Linked DNA regions of Danio rerio: region 2 is linked to region 1. Evidence: chromatin contacts called from public Micro-C data. All regions are on one chromosome and are shown on one strand. The core of a region is the stretch at or near the end of the contact, and the rest is flanking DNA. Distances in the headings are between cores, read along the strand shown. Region 1 holds the start of zgc:112332. Region 2 holds the start of relch (RAB11 binding and LisH domain, coiled-coil and HEAT repeat containing).

Region 1 (7,594 bases), core at 225-2,724:
TTTAGCGTTTTTGAAGATGCAGTTGAAATAAATCATGGGGCATGTTGTCCCATTATATCTCGGTTCAGTGTACAATTAAAGAATCAGCACAAATATCCTGAAACACAAAAATATAATAAATGTCAAATCATTATCACCAAACTTTTACAAAAAAATTTTTATAACTTTTAATAAAAAAAAAATAGTTTGAACCATTTCTGCATGTACACACTTTGAAGTCTTTAATAAATGCTACCATATAGGGCTGGGCCGATAAACAACATTATATCAAATCATGATACAATTTATGTCATAATGATAAGCTCTAGACTTTTCTATATTGATCCAAGAGGCAATCACACAACAGAAATGTGCAACGATGAGATTCTAAAGTGTGTTGATATTATTTTCGGCCACCAAAAAAAAAAAAATCGGCCAAAAATATGATATGCCATTTAGTAGACCATCTAATTATTGTGGCTTCTGTCATTGTTAGGGTCGATATTGAAATATAAATCGTTATCGTTCTATTTGGAAAATAATTATTAAGATTGCATTGTTGCCATATTGCCCGGCCATACCACCATGCATTTCCATTGCAATTGCTCTGGAATAGTTGTATTTAAGTCAAATCAGACTTTATGAAGTAATCACAACTGAATCTTTTTCATAAGGATTTTCTTGTGGTACAATAAGTATTAAACAGTTCATCAAATCAGTTAAACTATTATAAAACATCAGACCATTGATTGAATTTAACAATGAATTTAATTTAGGAGAGTTTTTAATGAACTGAATAATTTCTGTATATACACAAACTTTAAAATCAATCTACTAAAAATGTATTATTATTGCTCAGACATTAAGATGCATTTTTCTGTTGTTTTGCCACAGCATCTTTTGCCATTAAATTGCATATTAAAGGCTTTTCCCAGAAATATCGGTGAAACAAAACAATTAACTAAACAGAAAGATAAATACTTGTGATGCAGACTGCAATCTCCAATACAATGTATTATCTACATCGAAAAAAATTTATAGTGTAAATAATTAATATAGTAATTCATGATTTTTGTACACTTTAAATTGAATTCATATGTATTTTGTAGCTAGTTGTTTTTAAAACAAATTCCACCTCACAGTAACTGGATAAATGACTAATCTTAATTTAAAACAGTTAATGTAAATGGGACACCTTGAAAACTTATTTGACAATTCTCCATGTGACAATTGCCCAATTCTGCATGTTAAAATTATATGAACCAGTTTTATCAAACTTGTATAGACATAGCCTAATAAAGCCTAAATGCATTTAGATAATGATATAGGCTATCCTGCTGTTCTGTTGTATATCGAAAAACAAAAAAAAAAAAAACTAATACTCTAATGAACAGCGAACGATTCATATACTTTGGAAAAGAAAAGTTCTGATTCTTGCTTACCTTATGGAGTGCATGGTTTCAGTGTTGTGTGTTGTCCTCAGCAGACAGTAGTGCTGCGCGCTCCAGCGTCCGCTGTGATTTATGAATGGGTTATTATTACTATGCGGTCTGGACTGATGCTCCGCCTGTCCACAGCTCTGTCGTCGTCTGGCCAAAGAAGCGCGTCCCACAATTCTGTATTTGTAAACGTGCTACGCGTTCATGCATAAATGTGCTCGCTCGGATGGCCTGGACTGGACCTCCAAATGAAGCTGTGTTAAATTCAGCCTCTTTTGCAAAGTTGGACATTCCGTCACACATCCGCAGAACAAACTAAACAAAAACGTCATTGACTTACAGATGAGCCAAACTGTAGAAATGCAGTGGGTTTGTGTGTCCACTAGATGTCCCCGTTTATTGTTTCTCTCACAGACGTTCACCTTAGTAAAGGTAGCCTAAATTCAATTTTCGCGCTTTATTTGGAGATGCTATTTTGTTATTTTCAGCTCAATCTAGCCTGCACAACACATTTAGCACAACTGTGTTTCACCTCCAACACTTTTTGGTCACTCATCAACTCTTTTCCCGCCTCTTCACCGGTGTGTACCAACTAACTACAGTTTAACATACTAGCATACTGCGGTTGTCGGGAAAAAAAATGTATACTTTGTGCTTCGATAATTGATATTTTGATGCGACCGTGCTTTACAAAACCAGCCTTACTCTAGGCGTTGCAGTGGTGAAGTTTTTCATAGTAAAAAATACGTTGTAGTATGGCCAAAATGATTGATTTTATTTCAAATAATAATAATATAAACAATAGTCATTTATTCTTTTTTTTTTTGTGGTCAGGGGTCACCACAGCGGAATAAACCGCCAACTTATCCAGCATATGTTTTACCCAGAGGATGCCCTTCGAGCCTCAATCCATCACTGGGAAACATCCATACACTCTCATTCACACACACACACACACACACTACTGACAATAGCTTACCCTATTCACCTATAGCAGGGGTAACCAATCTCTTTCCTGGAGGTCCAGTGCTCTGCAGGGTTTAGCTCCAACTTGCCTCAGTAACTGCAGAGCATATGCATGCTAATAATAACTAAAAAAATATGTGGTATGGACACTACTATAGTTGTCATTGATATGACTGTATTTCATTGTCAAATGACAAAAAACATAGCCCTCTATTATTACATACTTCATCATTACAGTTTCAAAAACTGCACAGAAGAAACATTCAAACTTGAGGATATTATTCCTGTGAAATCCTTTAGGAAATTTCCAAATAAACCATGGGTTACAAAATCACTTAAGACTCTAGTTTAGTTTAAAGTTTTATTGTCCGTTCTGCTTGACACAGAAAGGAAATTTGTCTTCAACATTGGATTTAAGACAACAATTACAAACATACAACAACCACACAACTCTGTCAAAACATAGTAGGGCCTTTAAAGAGGGAGATATTGTTGAGTTTCATTAACTAAAAAAAGAAGTTAAGTGGAAAATTAAAAAGGCTAAAGCAGTATATAAGGGAAAACTTGAAGAAAAATTGAAAATGGGAAATGTGGGTTCTGCCTGGGATGGCATACATTTAATTACATGACAGGATAGTAAGAAAACAAATAAAATTTGTTTAAATGAATTCACGTCAGACACAGGTTTTTCACAAAATTGTAATAATTTTTATTCAAGATTTGATAGTCATGATTTTAAACAAGAAATAGAGAGGGTGAAAACTGAATGAAGAGTAGACAAATAGTACAATTTCATATTTTTTTGATGTAAAGGACGTGATTATAAGTTTTAAACAGAGTTAAATAGTGATGGCACCAGGACCGGATAAGATAGGAGCTAGATTGCTTAAGGAATGTGCTGAGCAGTTGGGACCCATATTTTATGAAATTTTTGTTTTATCTTTTCAACAACAAAAAGTACCTGCACTGTGGAAGCAGTCTATAGTTATTCCTGTGCCAAAAAAACAGAAGCCACAGAAAATAGAGGACTTTAGACCTGTGGCACTTACATCTTTAGTAATAAAAAGTTTTGAAAAGATAGTTTAGAGGGAAAAAATGCAAGAGTCACAGTGTTCTAGATCTCTTTCAGTTTGCGTATAGGCCTAAGAAAGGGGTTGAGGATGCAGTAGGGACTCTGCTGCACTTAGTAAGTCTAAAACATTGGCCAAGTTACTTTTTACTGACTTTTTGTCTGCATTCAATACCATTCAGCCACATATTATGGTTGAGAAACTTATTAATGAATTTGAATTGGATCGAATGCTTTTAGGTTGGATTTGAGACTTTCTTGTACAGAGGACAGAGGGTTAAGGTAAATAATTGTTTCTCTAAATGGTCAGTGTCAAAAGGTTGTGTCCTTTCTCCTATATTATTTATTTTGTACACAAATAGCTGTAGGAGTATTTTTAGCAGTTATATTTTAAAATTTGCGGACAATTCTGTAATTGTTAGTTTGTTAAGTGAGGAAGACTCCACGCATGGTCCTGTAATTGATTATTTTTCCAGCTGGTGTCAGGAGGCTTTCTTACAAATGAATGTTCTTAAGACTAAAGAAATGACTATTGGTTTTAATCGTAAGAGGAGACTGATTAAGGGTAAGCAAATTAGTATTAATGGAGTGGGTGTTGAGAATGTTGATCAGTATAGGTATTTGGGAACTGTTTTAGATAATAAATTGTCCTTTTGTGTTAATACTAATATGTTGTGTTACGACTATACTGTTTACAGAAATTAAGATCTTTTAATATAGACAAATCACTCATGTGCATGTTTTGAAGTTCATACATTCAGTCACTGTTATCTTTTTCTTTGCTATGCTGGTTCAATTCTCTAAGTATGAAAAATAAGTTGTCTGGAGAGAATTGTAAACCTAGGAGGAAAAATAACAGGGAGAAAACAGATGACCATGGCTCAGTTAGACAATAGACAAGTTTTGAGTAAAGCTCAGAGTAGATGATTCCCATCCTATGCACCACGAGTTTTATCTTCTCCCTTCTGGTATTCGATACAGAACTCCTATTAGTAAAACAAATCGGTTTAAACTTTCATTCATTCCCTCAGCTGTAAAGTTTTTAAATTTAGGGTAGAATTAGTATTGTATAATGTACTTTTGTGTATTATGTGTGACATGGTTGTATGCTGCAACCAAATTGCCTTCGGGAAATGAATAAAGACTGACTGACTGACCAATAACAGTCCAGAAATGATTCTAAATTAGCATAAGACAGGAATACAGATAGAGCTCAGCTGGGGCTGCTGCTGAAACTGAGTAATTATACATCTTACAAAGGGCATTAGCATGAAATAAGGCTGCTGTGCAGTGCCAGTAGGAGCTCATCTCCAGCGAATGCCCAGCAGGTGGCAGCTGACAGCCCACAGTTTGCTGGCGGAGTTGTCGTCCTTAGCAGCCCTTGAGCACGAGGCCACCGCACAGTTACTGTGAGAGATCATGAGAGGAACTACTTTATTAAACCTCAGCATGAGGAAATTTAGAGCAGTTCATTAGGTTGGAGCCAATTTTAGCCTCACAAGAGCAAAAGAAAGAGCATGTGAATGGAAAAGATGATCATCAAGATTATTTGTAGTTACCCTACATTTTTAGGTTGAATCACTCAACTTTAACAAAAACAGTTTGTATAGCTTTTAAAATATGTGAAATTAACAAAAATACATGTTGTGAGCACATACTTTTACATAATATTTCACAGTGTGTACAGATGAAGTTCAAACAAACCTGTAGTAGGATCCAGTTGGTAAATCTGGAGTAAGAGCACAGTAAAGCGTGGTATATGCACCCTCAGCAGGGGTTTTTATCATGAAACCGAATGTCTTCACGAAGAACTGCACAGGCTTCATCAAATGTCTGGTGATATCTGTATTCACCAGGCCTGGATCCACAGCATAAACCCTCACTCCCAGCTCTACCACAGAAAAAATTATAATAATCTTGATGAACTACACTGCAGTTACAATCATTATTAAGAGAATATTTGTGGGTAAAACATGAGACAGTCACACTGGAACAGCATGCTTATGAATTAGCAATGCATTACACAGCAGGTTTTCCAGTTTAAAGAGCACTCCTAATATGGCAAGCTGTTTTAATCCAAAAATGAAAATCACCTCATCATTTGCTCTCCCTCGGGTGCTTTTAAACCTTTATGAGGTTCTTTCTTCTGCTGAACACTAAAGAAGATATTGCTTGTAAAGAATGCTGCTTGCTGGCACCCAGTAAAATGACTATGGAAGTCAATGGCAACCAGCATTTATCAAACTATCATCTTTTGTTTTCAACAAGAAAGAACCTCAAATAGCTTTTAAACATGAGTAAATGATGACAGGATTGTCAATTTTGGATGAACTGTCCCATTAAATGATACTCGTGCTTATTTGTTAGATAATAGTTGTTGTTGATATTCGAGTACTTTTTTATTCTAGTACTGCACCTTTTATATAGACACTAGTTATATTCAGTATATAGTACTTACATAATTAGAGTAGGTAATCTACTCATTAACTCAATAATAAACTATCAGATAATCACATAGGTTAGATCCTTATTGATTATAGCTATTAGTACACACTTATTAGATACTAATTTGAAATGAGTAGCGCCCTTTATGCCGATGATGATTATAAAATCATGTTTTTTGCATTCCACTACACTGTTCTGTCATTGCTTAACATTTAACATTGCATAATGACACAGCATTTTAAAGACATTTAGGTTAAAAGAAGTAAAGATGTATGTAGAAGTAAAGCTTTCTAAATATATTTTATTGCCTAGAACAGCAATGTTAAGAAATCCCATAAGGACACCACATAAATATTTCAAGAGTTCACACTTAGAAATGCTTAGCATTTATAGCAGGTTTGGCATGCTGTCCCAGGAGAGAACCCTGAGCTCGGAGATATTTGAGCCCAGGGCTCCCGCCCGGTCAATAAGCATATCAGAGGATCCGAGATCAGGTAGGTCTTGATAGTTCCCCCTTTTGAAAGGGAAGAAAAAGGAGGAGATGGGGTGGAAGGGGGGATTCTTCCGAAATGAAGATAGGGAAAAAGGTTAGAAAGTGATCCATTTATAGTAAGCTAGGATCACTCGGATTGGACTATTACTGATTAAAAATGAGTGGCCAGCTGTGCTGCTCCTCACCTGCTTCTCTTGAAATTAGTTTATGAAACTTCACTTCTCAAAAAGACAATGACATTTCAGAACAAAGACGGTACTGGCTTGACTATTGTGCCAAGTGTAAAGTTTGGTGGAGGGAGGATTATGGTATGGAGTTGTTGTTCAGGGTATAGGCTTAGCTGCTTAGCTCCCGTGAAAGGAACTCATAATGCTTCAGCATATCAAGACTTTTTTGGGATATTTCATGGTCCCAACTTTGTGTAAAGAGTTTGTGGATGGCTGTTCCAGCACAAATCTGCACAAAGCACGATCCATTTAGACATGCGTGAGCAAGTTTATGGAGGAATTTAACTGGTCTTCACAGAGTCCTGAACTCAACCCGACTGAACATATTTGGGATGAGTTAGAGCAGAGACTTAGTCATCTGTAACATTAGTGCCTGAGCCTCTTAATTGCACTTCTAGAAGACTGCTTAAAAATTACTAATCCTTGTGGAAAGCCCTCCCAGGAGAGGTGAGGGTGCTTAGGGTGGGGTAACTCTATTTTAATCCCTACAAATTAAGATTGGGATGTCATTAAAGCTAACATATACATGTAAAAGCAGATGTCCCAAAAACTTTTGACTATATAGTGTATATCTTGCCATTTCAAGACACAAAAAATTATCTTAACTTTTGTTTTGTGAAACTTTATTTCAAATATATAACAAATATATATCAAATATTATCATAAGTCAAATATATCAATACAGCAGCATCAATGTGTTAATACCTACACTACCTGACAAAAAAGTCTTGTCATCGATCCCAGTTGTAAGAGCAACAAATAATAACTTGACTTCTAGTTGATCATTTGGAAAAATGGCAGAAGGTAGATTTTTCAGATGAATCATCTGTTGAACTGCATCCGAATGACCACAAATACTGCAGAAGACCTACTGGCACCCGCAAGGACCCAAGATTCTCTCCGAAATCAGTCAATCGGTCAAGTTTGGTGATCAAGCTGATGGTGATGAAGGTCAATGTGCTCCAGGATTGGCCAG
Region 2 (7,004 bases), core at 2,639-5,138, 210 kb after region 1:
TTGCACCTTTGCCGTGTGCTGTGTAAATGCAGACGAACGGATATGAGTTACTTTTAAAAGATGATGTAAGCAGGTCAGCAAAAATAAATAAATAAATAAAACGGATACATTTCACAAAATCGGAATTGACCATCAAGATCTGCAGAGTAAATGCAGCCCATATTTCTGAACTGCTGCAACTAAACAAAGTTAAGCTGACTGTGTGCTAGTTTAAAGTTCTGAGTTTGTACAAAATACGCATGCACACCGGATTAAAGGCTGATTTTAACTATGGCCGAAGCTATTAACTAAGGGCTATTCACATATCCCGTCTTTTGCGCATGCAAGTTTGTTATTTCCAATGGAGGTGCATGGCTTGCGCATGCCTATTGGCAGCGACATGCACGCGAGTGGCACGCCAGCGCTTTCCAGGCACACCTAGATGAAAGAATGCCAGGAGAACACCACGAGTAACGTGATAAGAACTGACCGGTGAGCATCATACTTTGTATAGAATATTCACATTTTACTCCACAGAAAAAAAATACAAAGGGAAAATACCAAATATAGTTGATTGAAATTTCCTTTGAGATTCAGCAGCCTCTTACTACATTTGTTCTCTTTAAAAGGGTAATACTTAGCAAACATGTTCCATAGATTTACATTAGACAAATAGTTTTAATTTATTCTTATTTTAATTTATTTATTTGTTTATTTGTTGTTGTTCTGTCATTTATTTTCAGTGTAAAATTATTACTTGTGTTTAAAAGCCCAAAACTGTTTCACTTATTTTTAGCTCCAATGAGAAATGGACAATTGTTTGTTTTTAATATTATTTTGTGTTTAATTATTTGGTTACTGAGCAGCAATAAATAACACTTTAAAATATACAGTTTCCATGTGATTTACTAAACTAGTAGTGTTTTGAAATTAATGAATGCATAATAATCATTTTAACGGTGAAACCATGATTATTCCTCAGACTATAATCATACAACCAAAATCTATAATCGTTGCATCCCTAAATCTAATGAATCTTTTTTTTTTAAGTGTACTTTGCAGGCATTACTCGTTTTTACTGCTAAATTACTTGCTTTTGTTTTGCATTTTGGGCCTACGGTGGCTCAGAGGGCAACACGATTGCCTCACAGCAAGAAGGTTGCTGGTTTGAGTCCCACATGGGACAGTTGGCGTTTCTGTGTGGAGTTTGCATGTTCTCCCCATGTTTGCGTGGATTTCCTTCAGGTGCTCCATTTTTCCCCACAAGTCCAAAGACATGTGGTATAGGTGAATTGGTTAAGCCAAATTCTTTGTAGCGTATGTTCGTGAATGAGTGTATGGATGTTTTCCAGTGATGAGTTGCGGCTGGAAGGGCATTCACTGTGTAAAACATATGCTGGATAAGTTGGCGTTCATTTTGCAGTGGCGACCCCAGATTAAAAGGGACCAAGAAGAAAAGAAAATCAATGAATGAATGTTTTGCATTTTAAGAAACTGACTGACTCATACGGATTACGTTTAAACATCTTTTTCATCTGATTTTGCACTTGAACAACTAAATAGGTCTAACCATATTCTAATTATAACTATATTTTAATTATAACTGTCTTCTAATTATAAGCTATGCACCACCAATGCATATAAACTTAAGATTTAAGATATTTTAAGATACCGCCACAAAAATAAGAGGCTGTTCACCAGAAAATCTCAAGCTAATTTCTATAATTCCAGATATCCTTAAGAACAATCCATAAAATTTAAGCAGTCATTATTTTTAACTTAATATTATTTGTATGCTATGTTTTCTTTCCATTATACTGCACGCATTGTACTTTTAATGATTTAAGACAACGAGAATTTAAATATTTTAAATCTTTGGGTTACCGGTGTTTTCATGACACAGTACCACTTTATACTTAATTTGTGCAATATTATATTTAAATCTATCCAATCACTTTATGGCTTGCTTTAGGAAAGAACAAAAGCATGCTTAATCATGTTGCATGACAACAGTTGCTAAGGTAGGATTGATCAATAACATCAAGGAGGGCCAAAAAGAGATCACCAACAAAAAAAATGGTCATCATTTACTCAGTTATGTTGTTGCGTAACTATAAGACATACTTTCTTCTGTAGAACATTGAAGACATTTTGAGAACATTTGAGATGCAATGAAAGCCGGTGGTAACAAAACTGCCACAGATATTCCTCAAAACCTCTTTGTGTTAAACAGAAATAATGAAAGTCAGGTTTGGCATGACAATTAAGTAAATGATGACAATTTCCACACCTTCACATTGATTTCTGATGCCAGTTCCAAAGAAGAAAAGGTTTCTTTTAACAAATGATCAATTGTCTTGCAAAGTATTCTCGGATCAATATGGAAAAAAATGTAATTGATCTAAACTGCATAAAATTTTTCCATTGTCACTCCAAACTCCAACTCCAACTGCATGCAATCAAGAAGAACAAATCCAAACATCATGCTTTGAAAGGCAAATAGTAAGAGGCAGACGAGGTCATGTTATCAGATTAGAAACCTCATTCAGGAGCAAAGGTGTGAGAAAGGCAGACCACAGAAAGAATTCCTGATTATGCCAAAGGGCATCAATCCCATCTGTCACTGCACACAGTCAGGTTTTACATACCCCTCAAATGTGCATCTTTTTTTCTCCTCTTTACATCCTGCACCTGCGCAGCTGGGGTCAGTGGGAAGACTTTACATCAATTCACATAACAAAGACACAATCACAATCCAGCCCTTAACAAACACTTCCCATCAAGACAGTGTGCAGCTTCTTCAATGTGCGAGGCTGAAGTATAATAAAACGCAACATAAAATTAATAGGTAGTCTAGGTCTCTAGTTTAAACAGCTGACGTTTTATAGCTGTTTAAAGAGCAAAAGAAAACGTGTGGCTACGTTCCAAAACCTATAGTAAGCTGCCTACCTAGATAGCATTTTAGACCATTAATTTGATCCTGTGATTCATTTTGCTTCTAAAAAATATTTAAACCAGCCTAAAATGGTCTTCCAGTCTGGTCTAGCCATAACATTTTTATTAAATCTGTTATTTTAAAATTGGTGTCATGACTTTGTTTACTTTACACACACAAACTTATGAGGACATACATAACACACACATACATATATGCATTTACTTCAGTTCAACAGCCTAATATATATTCCCCTGAGGCTTCCTGAACCCGGTTTAAAGACATTTGGTGTAGTCAGGTGGTTAATCTCGCTGACTAGCAGACAGGTGTCCAAACCCCGCAGCCAACTGGCAGACAGACTGGGAAACCAACCGGTTTAAGATGTTTAGATGGAGCAGAATAGTTGGTTATGAAGCATATCCATTACCTCATACAAAAAGTCTACACTTCACTTGAACATTGCAATTGGAGATTCATAATAAACATTTTATTATGGACTTACTCAGCGGACCTCCAGGACCGACACCTTGCTCTTTGCACGCGGGTGGGGTTCCGCTCTGTCTCTCGAAGTTGCCTGGATTGGAGAAATAATCCCGCAGGCGCGGCAGCTCGCGTCCGGCTTCAAGGAGCTCGGTGTGCAGCTCCAGGGCCGTGAGGATGTACTGATCCCGGAGCAGCTGCGCGGCGATCGCATCTAGCGACACCCGCGTCTCCGCGCCGATCCCGGACACAGCCGCCGCCGAGGCGGGGATCCCGTCCACACTCGGGCTGGTGCGGTTGCTGGACAGCAGGGCGGCTGGATCGGAGTACGCCGGCGGAGAGAAGGGACCGAGGCTGTGGCCTTGCGCTTCATCACTCGGGCTGCGCTCAGTGTCCGCGCCATCCTGCCTCTGCTCCGCTTCCTCCTCCGAATCACTCACGTTAAACGGGTTGACATTACCCGCCGCCATTTTGCCGTAAGGTGTTCTGCCAGCGACCTGGCTAATGTGTACCTCCGTCTTCCTGGACGGATGTCAAGAGCGCTTTATTGCTCCTAATCAACGGGACTTCGGGAAATATGCTTTGGTTGGTGGGGCCGAATGTCATTTCAACACCCCGCCTCCTTACTGCCGAGAGCAGAGCGGAAATGACGTCATGCGCTCAGGGGTCCGCCAAACAGACGTGCGAAGATCCAATAACAAAGCATGTCAAAACTCTGATATCAAATGCAAATAAGCGCAACGAGCTGAAGTACTAATCTCTGTCAAAACAGCGATATTTGATTTATTCTGCAAGCTCCATAGTAATAAGTTAAGCATTTTTCTGTATATATAAGTAAAGTAATTAGACACAATAAATAGCTGTCTGTTTATATAGCTAAAGACAAATATGACCACATCAACAATAAAAACGATAGAAATATTCATCGCCTAATCGAGGCGGCCTTACTGTCTGATTAATTTGCAGTGCATATGCTTGACATCAATGAATGTTCACGTGGCTGTTTGCAAGCTCATTAGTGCTTATATACAATCAGGCATTTGTTTATGCCATCTGCTGGACTGAACCAAGCATAACATGTTTTCAGTTCTGGCTACGTGACCACATACAGTAGGGTGCATTCATTACAGCACAGTGATGCATGCGATTATAGTATATTATTTTTGCAGTAACTTTGGTACATATATCTGATTAGAATGGGAATTCTCAAAACTGTGGTTTAATTAGTAATTTCATTAATTTTCTTTTTGTCTTAGTCCCTTTATTTATCAGGGGTCGACAACGGAATGAACCACCAACTTTTCCAGCATATGTTTTATGCAGTGGATGCCCTTCCAGCTGCAATCCATCACTGGGAAACATCATTTAGTCCTTTGTGGTGAAATTGAGAAACAGTTTTGAGAATTTCTATTGTAATCTGAGATATGCAAGTACTTGCAAAATCAAGGAGGCTGTACATTTTTATTCATCACATAAACCACATGAAGTGTCACAAAACCATATGTTCTATGTGTCCAGAGAGCATCAATAAAAGTCTTGTCATATGAAAACTGCATCTTTTCTGTTCAGAGTTTTTTTATTTACTGCTTCTTTTATTTTCGGAGAGCATGAATATCAACATCAGCAGAATCAGCATGCACAGTGATATATGATTATAGTATTTTTGCAGGGACTTTGGTACATATCTCAGATTACAATGGAAATTCTCAAAACTGCTTCCATCATTTAGTCCATAGTCTCTGTGCTTGTAATAAACAAAATATAATTAACAGGTAAAGTCAAGGAGGCTATGAATATAAAAATGTGTTATAACATAAACCACAGAAAATTATGTCACAAACCCATAAGTGTCAATTTTTAAACATTTAAATTTTTTGATTATACATAGGAAGGTAATGCATTACAATATTGAATTACTTCCCAAAATAGTAACTAGTTGCTTTCCTAGTTACTTTTTATGGTAAGTAATGCAGTACGTTACTTTTGAGTTACTTTTGTGCTACTTTTTCTGACCTGGCGGAGGCTTTTTTTTAAATAGAGGAGTTCTGCATTTATCGACTCACTGAATAACCTACACCTACATTTACCTTAAAAAAATAAACGAATTATAAAAAAGATTAGAATAATGTTACCTTTGGAGAATTTCCTGATGCTATATATGTTATATATACAGACTAATAAAAGTTGAAAGCAATGTGTTTGGTTTGCCATTTTGGTTTCTGTCTGTTTCTCATTCTCTCACTGAGTGTGATTCAACTTAATTACACTAATTTAAATTAGCAAATATATAATAATAAGTATTTTAAATGTCTATTAATTCATCTAAAAAGTCACTTAAGTTAAATTTTTTGAAAAAGTTACTTAAATGTTATTACTTAAGTTTTTTAAAGTATTAAAATACTTTGATCGTTACTTAGAAAAGTATTATTACGTAACTCATGTTATTTGTAATGTATTTATAATATATATCATTTTACTACATTATTTCCCAATACTGTGTTGCTGCTGTAATGTCATCTGCTGGATAAACCACATGCTGGAATAGTTTGCGTTTCATTGAACTGTGGCAATCTCTGAAATAGAGACTAAGCCGAATGAATGAATGAATGAATGAATGAATGAATGAATGAATGAATGAATTATTTAATTAATTAATCAATAGAGTTTTGAGTTTGGATATATTTAGAGCAGGGCATTCACAAAACATGGAAAATGATTCATGAAACACGAACTTTATTTAATATTATAATGATTTTATGATACAACATCATTAACAACAACAACAAATCATTATTTGGCCCCATTAAAACACTCATTCATCTTTAAATGTTAGTTTTTTTTTTTGTTTTTTTTTTACCGAAGGTCACAATGTAATAAATCAAACGACAAATGCAATGAATTGTTTATTTTGGTTTTCATTTTATTAGAATGAATATAATTATTAGGCGGTACAACTTCTCCAAAACATTGGCTCTGATTGCGATTACAGATATTTACAAATAGACTTTTTGACTCAAAAAAATGTATGCCTTTTAATTTCAGTGCTGTATTTTGACAAATTTTGCAAAGGCTTCAACTATTCTACATTTCAGCTGGTATACCAGCCTCAGTTTTGCAACTGACTTGTGTGGCGTCTGTCTGCGGGTGACAGCAAGAGAGAGAGAGATCAGGCCTCAAATTCGATGTGTGGTCGACGTCACAGTTACTTCACTGCAATTTTTTTAATATTGGCTCATCTTAATTAACTTTTCATTCGATTAAAAGCTGAAATATTGCCACACAGACAAAGCAACTTCGTTTTTTGAAGAGAGCGGCTTCAGTGATAAAAGACACATACACACCACTCTTGTAGGCTGTTCATCATTGATTTCTTTTACATTAAATGCATAATAATCAAGTGGAAAAAGAAGAGCTGAACTTTGGAAAAAGTGCTTTCTGCGGTTGCCACGATGTGGTTGCTTGTTTCTCTGCAGTTAGCTTGTCAGTGCTAAATCACTTTTTGCTTTAATAAAAAATATAAGATAAATTATTAAACATTGTGAGATGCCTTGCATACAAAATGCCAGGCATACAAAATTAGTATGCCTTGCGTATTCATGGCTATTAATAG

What was found. A called contact is a pair of places that touch in the nucleus more often than the background predicts.
Region 2: a Micro-C map of caudal fin shows a contact between it and region 1, with 7 times the contacts expected there. The contact joins the promoter of relch here to the promoter of zgc:112332 in region 1. A contact is called at or near these places in 2 of 18 Hi-C or Micro-C datasets (caudal fin and an unstated tissue) and 1 of 4 datasets of contacts at active chromatin or transcription factors (embryo).

What each region holds. Positions count from the first base shown.
Region 1 is chr24:22,338,078-22,345,671 of GRCz12tu, forward strand. zgc:112332 reads right to left here and starts at 1,475. Exons shown (of 7, transcript NM_001020683.1): 1 at 1,422-1,475. The coding sequence starts at 1,435. It overlaps si:dkey-73n8.3, which reads right to left. Exons shown (of 7, transcript NM_001200062.1): 6 at 5,158-5,344; 7 at 4,603-4,860. The coding sequence ends at 4,758.
Region 2 is chr24:22,548,394-22,555,397 of GRCz12tu, forward strand. relch (RAB11 binding and LisH domain, coiled-coil and HEAT repeat containing) reads right to left here and starts at 3,889. Exons shown (of 29, transcript NM_200844.1): 1 at 3,417-3,889. The coding sequence starts at 3,864.